2 separate regions of the Gossypium hirsutum genome follow, and region 1 is linked to region 2. A link is a contact called in public Hi-C data. All regions are on one chromosome and are shown on one strand. Each heading gives the region's core, a stretch centred on a gene start, on an enhancer-like site or on the middle of the called end of the contact. The rest is flanking DNA. Distances are from core to core; before and after follow the strand shown.

What was found. Hi-C and Micro-C count contacts between places; a contact is called where the count stands out from the background.
Region 1: a Hi-C map of leaf shows a contact between it and region 2, with 2.0 times the contacts expected there. The contact joins the promoter of LOC107895752 here to the promoter of LOC107895547 in region 2. A contact is called at or near these places in 3 of 34 Hi-C or Micro-C datasets (all in leaf).

What each region holds. Positions count from the first base shown.
Region 1 is chrA11:24,287,164-24,292,057 of Gossypium_hirsutum_v2.1, forward strand. LOC107895752 (UPF0434 protein Mmwyl1_2153) reads right to left here and starts at 1,361. Exons shown (of 3, transcript XM_016820984.2): 1 at 1,128-1,361; 2 at 1,000-1,054; 3 at 421-769. The coding sequence starts at 1,228. The coding sequence ends at 662. LOC107895710 (protein MID1-COMPLEMENTING ACTIVITY 1) reads right to left here. Exons shown (of 10, transcript XM_041081415.1): 5 at 4,877-4,894; 6 at 4,334-4,443; 7 at 3,987-4,058; 8 at 3,585-3,691; 9 at 3,210-3,303; 10 at 2,638-2,967. The coding sequence ends at 2,915.
Region 2 is chrA11:23,948,915-23,953,827 of Gossypium_hirsutum_v2.1, forward strand. LOC107895547 (ATP-dependent DNA helicase Q-like 3) reads left to right here and starts at 2,054. Exons shown (of 20, transcript XM_016820812.2): 1 at 2,054-2,208; 2 at 2,290-2,470; 3 at 2,555-2,662; 4 at 2,810-2,817; 5 at 2,910-2,993; 6 at 3,190-3,330; 7 at 3,455-3,489; 8 at 3,819-3,902; 9 at 4,039-4,127; 10 at 4,328-4,480; 11 at 4,562-4,658. The coding sequence starts at 2,317.

The DNA of each region.
Region 1 (4,894 bases), core at 111-2,610, 340 kb after region 2:
TTTGCACCATATATTTAACAAGAGATTTGTTCCCAAAAACTAACATGCCACTTTCTACACCAAATTCCTTTGAAGAAAACAAAAAAGACTGCCCACATGAAACCAGTTGCTTGAGTGCTTGATAAATATAGCTGAAAATGTTTCCATAGCAGTGACATATCACTTGGTTGACCAATAGGATTAAACAGCGCTTCCAGTGATTGGATTCATTCCAAATATTCAAAAAACCCGAACAGCAATCAGGATATCAATCGTGAGTCAAGCATATCCAATAGGTAGTAAGTTAAATATCCCGGAACATCATCATCGTAACATGGATTGGTCAAGCATGCTTCTAAGGAAGCAAGACTGAGAATATAGCACTAAAAGATAGCCCCAAAAGGAATCGCAAATGCATGAATTTAGCAACGCAAATTCTCATGAACAAACAAAATACGTTTATGCTCATTCTTTAAAACCTTCAAAAATAGGAATCATGATTTTATAACCCAAAAACAATTTTCCTTTCTATGCAATCCATGTTTTGGGTTCTAAACTGAACACAGAGGCAGCAAACAAACATAGAACAGGCAGTTTACAAAGATAAATAGGTGAGGTCTTCCTTTTCCATCCATAGCACCATGGAAATAGCAAGATACAAGGATCCCCAACTAGCCATTCGTTACTTGTTGTTAGCTGAATCATCAGCAGCATTATCATGTTTCATTGTATCATCAGTATCAAGTATCTTCCCATCTGTCGGCACCAAACATGGGATCCCATCCTTTATCTAACCAAACCACACACAAACCATAAGCTCCAAAACCCAACTACATACAGATAAGTTGTAAAAGGTTTTCCTTTGGTAAAAACGGTAGAATTGCAACTCCAATGGCAACTTCAGAGGTATAATATTATCATAATCTAATAGCAAATCATTAGGCAACCAATTCCCAAGGAAACTCAACAATTGGAAAGAAACAGCCTAATTAAAAAAGGGGAAATAGAAATGTAACTCACAGGAAAAGAGACACCAATAGAATCGCTGATAAGAGAAGGTGGTTCCTCGCAAACCCTATCCAATAAAAATACAGAAATCAGCAAACGGAAAACATCGTAAAGGAAAGGGAAACCAAAAGAGCGAGCACCTTAAAGCTTGTTTGGAGAGCGGACAAACGAGGATCTCTGAAAGTGTCTTGTTAACTCCGGTTCCTGCTTCTTTTAGAAGCCATTTGGATAATCTCACCATTTTTTTTTCTTTTTCCCTTCAATCTGTTTACCTTTTAACTTTTAGGCTTTATTTTTTTTTCCTCTTCCCTTCAATCTGTTTTGCCCTTTAACTTTTATGCTTTATCCCCATCTGCTACTCGCGATGGTACAATGTAACCCCAGCGCTGGCCCATACACTAGTCCTTTTAGGCTTTTGCAAAAATAAAATCCGTACAAGTACTATTCATTTGAAATTTTGTCTAATTTAAAATTTAGAATTAATTAGTAATGTTTTTAATTATTTTATGTTGGATTTTTTTAATTACTTTTTTTTAAAAGAGTAGAAATAAGCACGTGTCTAATTAACTATCAATCTTGAAAAATTAACCCTTTAATTATTATTATGCAGAATTTTCAACACTTCATTTAGAGATAATTTAAATATACGCTACTTAAATAATTAATACAAATCCATCGTTGCTAGCACATCTGCGACCCTATTCCCTCACGATAAGCATGCACCACCTTTGCTTAAGTAAGGCCAAAATCGAGCGCCAAACCAGATATAATAGAGCAGCCTCAGAACCTCCATAAGTAGCCACACAACCTCAAAGCTATCCATTTCAAGAACAATGCGAAGTTCACCCTCCTCCCATGCACAGCGCAAACCCTCACACAACTCCACTTCCGTTATAGAACAAATGCCAATGCTCCCCACAAGCCAGTGTCCATTGTAGTGTCCCGCACTACACCACCACAAGAAGCCAAGCCGCCATCGGTCCTAAGCACCCCATCCTTGTTCAACTTGCGGCGAGCCTTCCCACCTAATCAACCAACACACCCGATTGTTACTAGAACCCACCTGCCTAGAGCAATCAATCATAGCCCGTCGAGCAATTAAATCTTGGAATGTTAAAATACTACCTATTCAAAATTATCTTTAGTTTATAAATGACGTTTTCCATTAAAATTTATTTTTAAATTACATACATAGATAGAATAAATTTCTAAATTAGAAAAGAAATGACAAATTTCAAATATCTAAAGGGAACAAATATTTGATGCATAACTAAACCCAAATAAAAGGGGTTAATTGCAAGTTAAGGTACATAGAGGTCTCTGTACAATTAGGAGAAATAGTTAAAGATATGCATACTCGATCAGTCCCATTGTAGACAATTTTTATGATCGTTCTTTCATCAAGACAATGAGCTTTATGGTCGTCCTTTCGTTAAAATATTACATGTAAACAAATTTCAAAATAAAAACATCAAACATAAATGATATTCAAAATATAACATAATATTGAAAATAATCATAATCACACTTTTATTTTACCAAAACGAAATAATCGTAAATACTAACATTTTGAAATACTGCATTTTAAAAGATTTTCATTTTAAGCCTCCAAAATTTTAAATTTTTTTTATCCAAAAGCACCCTTGGATTGAATACTTGTTTCCCTAATATCTAAAGAAACAAGTTTAATAAACTAAATCCAAAACTACTATACAGCTAAAAATTAGTGTATAATACAACATGAGGTGAATGAATCTCCTCAAATAATTGGACTAATTTACATATCTATAGGTTCAAAAGCAAAGGGCGCCATATTCTTAGTACAGTTTTAATTTCACAGAGGCCACTAAGGAGGGTTACGCTCTATATATTAAACCTCCAAAAAAAAAAGAAGGGAAAAGCTTTGAATCCTATCCTGTCCTGTTACTCATGATTCCATAAATTGTGATGGTGGCGGGCTTGTTTTAGTCTTCTCTGACCCTGCATGTTCATATGAATTGCACGTTTATAACATGACGAAAACAGTACCACAAATATGAATTGCATCATTCTGGGGGAAAAAGGAAGAATTCAAAAGAAAAGCTACCCCACACGATCAGTAACTAAAACTATCCAATATGTTCTGATTTGGTTGTCATTAGTTACCGATGAATACTTAGAAGAAAACTGAGATTTCAAACCAGATCACGAGGTTCTTGGCAATTGGCATATACTGGACATACCATTAAACCCACGTATCTCTACTTCTCGCCATTCTTGAACAAGGGCGCAACAGCAGCACATCAAATGTGAGAGGAAATCATCAATAAATCCACCCTGCCAAAAGGAGGGAAAAAAAAGTTGCATTTTAAGGAAACCCAATCCGAAGTAAGATAACCCTGAATAACTTAATTATAGCCCTTATACCTAAGACAAGACAGTCTAAAACCATATGCCATTAATTCATGTACTAAAAACAGCACCACATATGAGCAATGAGGACAAGGTCACAGCATCTACGCCATATTATTTCATGGCACTAAAAATAGTAGAAACTTATGATTCAGGGTTTTATAATTTGCACAAGCAGATTACTCTTTCATTGGCAGAGAAAATACCGTGATGTTTAATGCCTTGCGAAGCTTCCTTCTAACACAGCATGTGTAGCAACAGCATGACAATATCAATGAATATGCCATCAATTCATTGCATGCTTCTGCAGAAGCTGAAGAAAGTTTCTATGTGAGCTTCGAAATAATACCAAAACCGAAAACAGAATTCCAAAGGTGTTACAGTTTGTATGACATTTTTCATTAGCAAGACTAGAATGCAATTTCCTTTGCTAAGGAAAGATTATAATCACTTGTTCATACAGGCTAAGCAATATAGAAACACACAGGCGTATTTTAGTAAGAACACATAAAACAATATGATCGGGGTAAATTGAAAACAACACATCACATTCTTGCACAAATGAAGATCACAAACTAGCGATTAAAATATAATTAAGAAATACTTACACATATGCCTGTTTGTTGCCACAGTAGCAATCTTTGAAAGCGTACCACAAGGACAGAAGAATGTCTTTATACCTGCAATGAAAAATGGTGGCTTAAGTGACAAGATAAAACATCAAATTCAGAACGTAAGTTCTGCAAAAGAGATATGTCCTATAAATCTTACTGAAAATCATGTTCCTCATCCCAAGCAAAAGAAACAAATATTCAAATTTAAAATAAATGTTCCTATCCCTTTCTTGGGGCTAAATAATCTCAAGTTGTAAGTTGCAACTTCTATCAAGTCAAATAGAATAGAAAGAAGACATTTCATACAATAACGGAGCAACAATGATGTAAGAAAGACGTACACAAATATGGTTCTGAGCAACAACCAAGCAAATCAGCATGCCATTCATCATATCGATCCAAACCTCTATCAGAGAGCAGATCACATCCTGATGAAACTGAAGATGTGTTTCTGAGCAAAAAGATTAGGCATAAAACTTTTAGAAATCATATTTAGCTCCAGGCACATGAAGTACATAAAGCATGGGTGCATATTCAAAAGCTTAAGGACTTAAAAAGACACCAAGACTGTAACTCAAATGCCAAATTCCATCTAAATGGTAGGTATCACGATGTTGGCATCCTAATACCACAAAGGTTTTAATTCCATTACAGTAATCAAGGTAAATTAGTTATTGTTTTGAATTAAATTGGCAGTTAGAGAAACTAATTGTACTTTCTTAATAATGTCTACATTAGCTTTCAACTTTTTTTAAGGCATAAGGCCAACGGAAGAAAATAGGGAAAGGTTGCACAGGACATTGCTGCATGAAAAGATGTTTATATAGAACTACAGTTAGTTGCATTTTGACAACACAAGACTTATGTATGAAAGGAAAACTAACCTTGAAGTTATGCGTGAA
Region 2 (4,913 bases), core at 804-3,303:
TCGTGTTTTTATATGATTTTATTTAATATAAAGAGATTATATATAGATAATTTCACTTAAGGTTTGTTTGGGCAGCACAACGTAATTGAATGAAAGAATTGGAATTCACTAGACGTGTTTGATTGATAAAGTGTAATTACATCGTAATTTCTTCTATCATGTTTGGCAGTACAAATTGTAATTACATGATTACATACTTTATATTTTAAATAAATATTAATTACTATAAAAATTATTAGTATAAAAAAATAATTTCTAAACAAGGAGAAAAAATTAAAACTAAATCATCGTATGTATTATGTTAGTATAACAAAGTAGATAATAATATGATTACAAATATAATAACAAGAACAATAAACATCATATTTAATTTTATCTAATTGTTCTAGTGCATACTTGCCCCGAACTCGACCTTGCTCTGAACCTTGATAAATTTGCCCCGAACTTGAAATTTAATAGGAGATTCCGCTCCAACCCGACCTGAATTTAATGGAATTTTTTTTATTTTTAATTTTTAAGCAAATAAGATTACATTTTTAATTGTTTTATTATTATTTTTTATTTTGAAGCAAATAATTTTTTTTTAGTTTAGACTTAAAACTTGATATATATTTATTGAAAGCAAAAACTTGATATATAAAAATATATATATATCAAAGATATTTTTGTAAATATTTCGAAGCGGTGCGGGGGGTGGATTTACCTCAAACTTGACCCAACTATTTTTCTAATTTCAACCCGATTTTTCAAAAAAAATCCCCTAATGAATTGGTTTGAGTCAGAACCTCTCGGATTTTGATTTTTTTTATTTTTTGACTATCCCTAACTCTTGGAAGTATATGGATCATCTCAATTCTACTTATGATTGAAGTTATAAAATATGTAATATACTAATACAATATCATTTTTTTTAATGCTATACTAAAATGATGTTAGTACGGAAAGATTTTTTTCATAATACGTAAATTAAGTCAACATAATATAAAATTTATAATACTTAACCTTTATAATTTATAAAATAAATTATCCAAAACTTTCATAATACTTTTTATAAATAATATAACTTTTTACCGTTACTTTAAAAGTTACTTTTACAAATAAGTTATAATAAAAAACTATAATTTTTTTAATAAATAGTCTATTATTTTTATAATATATAACATCCACGTATAAATAAGTTATGTCCATAATTGATCATAAATTTTTATAAATAAATATATTATAAAACATTTATAACCTGTTATAACTTTTTTTTAATAATATATATTTTTGTTATAACTTATAAAATGCATAAATTATTTTTATAATATAATTTTTTACGATTTATAATATAAGAAATTTTTTGTCATAACTATCCCAAAACACTCATACATGTTACGTTTATAATATAATTTTATAATTTGTATAGAAATAGTTTTTTTTAATTTGGGCTTGGGTGTAAATACATATGTAATTATTCAAATTCTCACCTTACTCTAAAAATTAGAAAGTATATTTGAGTGTTTCAATTACACTCAATTCGTGAGACTCGTCAATTACAATAGTTACCAAACATACCACCAATGTGTAATTATAAACAATTACATCTAAATTCAATTACTAGGTAATTTTCTAAATACCACCTTATTATTTAAAACTTTAAAATAAATTTTATAATTTAATGAATCATTTTAAATAAATATTTTAAATATATTAAAAATTTATTTATATAAATTTAATTTAATAACTCTGTTTTGTTTTTTCACTCACTCACTCACTCTTATCTTTGCATTTGAAATTAACTCATATTTTTGTTTTTTAAGCAATTTATTTTGATTATATCTAGAATTACCCTTAATCTCTCTCAACATATAAATAGAAATAGGAGATTTTAACGTAATCGAACGCATACTCATATATTAATAATACTTATATCAATTGAGTTAAAACTGAATAATCATAATAATCCATAATTTTATTTTAATATCAAATCTTAGGCTACCTCAATAATTTCACCGTCACCGTCTCGCCGTCCTTTTCCATTGAAAAAGAAGCTGACCTGGGCCTTCAAGTCTGCGATATGGGCTTCCTACCCAGTAGTATTCAGGTTATGATTGCCGTTAAGCTCTGAACTCTTAAAATTGTTGGGTTTCAAAGCTCAAAACTTCTTTTGATATTCGATTCTTCGAAAGAAAGAAAGTGAGGGCAGGTCTCCGATTTCCACTCCAGGTGAAGAACTACTCCACCATTCCTTCGATTTTATTTTTCTTCAATAATAGTACTCATCGTCGATTACCGGTTGTAACAAAGCTTGAGTTCAGAACAACATTGGATTCAATGAAGAAGTCGCCGTTGCCATTGCAAAACCTTGGCGCCAAAGACAAGCGGCGCAAATGTGGAAGAGACGCTTTGGTTAAGCTCCTGAGATGGAATTTCGGTCATCCTGATTTCAGAGGGAATCAGTTGGAAGCCATTGAGGCCATTTTATCAGGTATATTTTGAACGTAAATTTTCATCAAGATCGTTTTTTTTTTTCAAAATTTTGTTGAATTTAGCCCATTCCTTTTTATTTCAGGGAGAGATTGTTTTTGTCTAATGCCAACGGGGGGAGGAAAATCAATGTGTTATCAAATCCCTGCTTTGGCTAAAACGGGAATTGTGCTCGTCATTTCTCCGTTAATAGGTGGATGTATCTCTTCCATTTTATTTTATTTTTTTAACTTTTACTTATTGAAAGGTTTCTTAACCTTTTTTTTAACTATTCACTGGTTTTAAACCGGAAGGACATTGCACTTAACTGGTACATTTGTTCCTCCAATTTAATCCGCAGCCTTGATGGTAAGTATATCGCATGGCAGCTTCCTTCTAGTATAATAATTTTTTTCTCCCACATTTTTTAAAATTTTTTTTGGAATTTATTTACTATTTAGGAAAACCAAGTAATGGCATTGAAGGAGAAAGGAATTGCGGCTGAGTTTCTCTCTTCAACTCAAACGTCGCAGCTGAGGAATAAGGTAATCTAAGTTATGGCACTGACTGTTAAGCTTGAGCTTCGTTTGTTACTAGGAAACCATATGTCCCATCGTGGCCCTTGGGCTATTATTATTTGCCCTTAATAGCAAATTTTGGTTTTATTCGTTGTAATGGATGAGATCAGTTGAAATGAACATGTTATTGTATTCTTTTTGATGTTTCTGTTTTAATTATCAGATTCATGAAGATCTTGATCGTGGACAACCATCTATTCGCTTGCTTTATGTGACACCGGAGCTGATTGCCACTTCAGGATTTATGTCAAAGCTTAAAAAGATTCATGGTAGAGGATTGTTAAATCTCATTGCAGTAGATGAGGTGTGATTTGCATGAACTAGTATTGACCAATGACTTTAGTCTGGAAATTTGCAGCTTTTTTGACGAGAAGTTTTAAGACATTAAGTCTCTGCCTAAAATTTTGCTTCTTTTGTGAAAATTGCAGGCACATTGCATCTCATCATGGGGTCATGATTTCAGGTTTGTGATCACTCCCACCAAAAGGAAAGAAATTTGAGTATGTTCTTTTAGTTCTATGCCAAATTACTGTAAAAGACAACAATTAGTATTCAGCCTGAATTTAGGCTTTCACTTTTCATATGTAGCCTATGTCTGACGTGTTCATGTTTGAACGTAATTTTATTTGCTGAGGTGTATCCAACTCTTGTTCTTTTCATATGTAATAACCTATGCATATGTTTTTTCTGCATATACACCCATTTGAGGACTATTTTATTGCTAAAACTCTTACATGAAGGTTTCTGATCTTTTTTTTTTTTTTCTCTTTTCTTGCTGGTGTATTATTGTAGGCCTAGCTATCGGAAGCTTTCATCTTTGAGGAACCAACTACAAGATGTACCAATATTGGCTTTGACTGCCACTGCTGTTCCTAAGTGAGTGTGGTAATATACTTTTTGCTTTCATAAGGGAGAATATCATGTTCCAATAGTCTAGGAGATTTTTCTCGTGAGGTAAATTGCCAGAACCAATTTACAAAATAATTTGGTCTTTTTCTTTTTCATTTTGCAGAGTACAGAAGGATGTCATAGATTCCTTAAATTTGCAAAATCCTTTAGTCCTTAAATCATCTTTCAACCGTCCAAATATATATTATGAAGGTAAGTAGTAAGCTTGTACTGATGATGCTAGTGACAAGTACTAAGCAATAGGCATATAGTTCACATTTTTCCTTGCAAATTTTTTTTTTTTTGTTGTATATGTTGATATTTGATTTGGTTTGAGTTTTCTTGTTATTGCTCTTCACATAGAGAACCATATTTAATTATTGTGCATCTAAGATGATTACCCAAAAGTGCAGTTCGATATAAAGATCTTATGGATGATGCTTATGCTGACTTGTGTGATGTGCTCAAATCTGCTGGAGATGTCTGTGCAATTGTTTACTGCCTTGAACGAACAACTTGTGATGACTTGTCCACTTATCTTTCCAAAAATGGGATTTCCTGTGCTGGTAACTGATGCTTCTTTATTCCCAACCTTCATTGTAGACCTATATCATATGGTAGGTTTTACTTTTACATTTCTTTTTCAGCCTATCATGCAGGGTTAAATAATAAACTGCGGAGCTCTGTCTTAGATGATTGGATTTGTTCCAAGATACAGGTTGTTGTGGCCACGGTAGCTTTTGGGTATGATTAACCAAAACGTTTACTTAACATTGAACTTGCTCTGATCTTCTCCTACTGGATTATATTAAAAGTGAACTATCACATATTTTGTCTTTGATGTACTAGTCTGTTTATCTACGAAACAATGTGAATAGTATAGTTTAAATAATAATAGTGAACTTAGGTTGTAAATAAGAACACTCATGTCAAGAAACTGGCAATGGATACTCAGAGGGAGGCATTCTTAAATTTAGAATGCCTTTCTATTTCACTTCT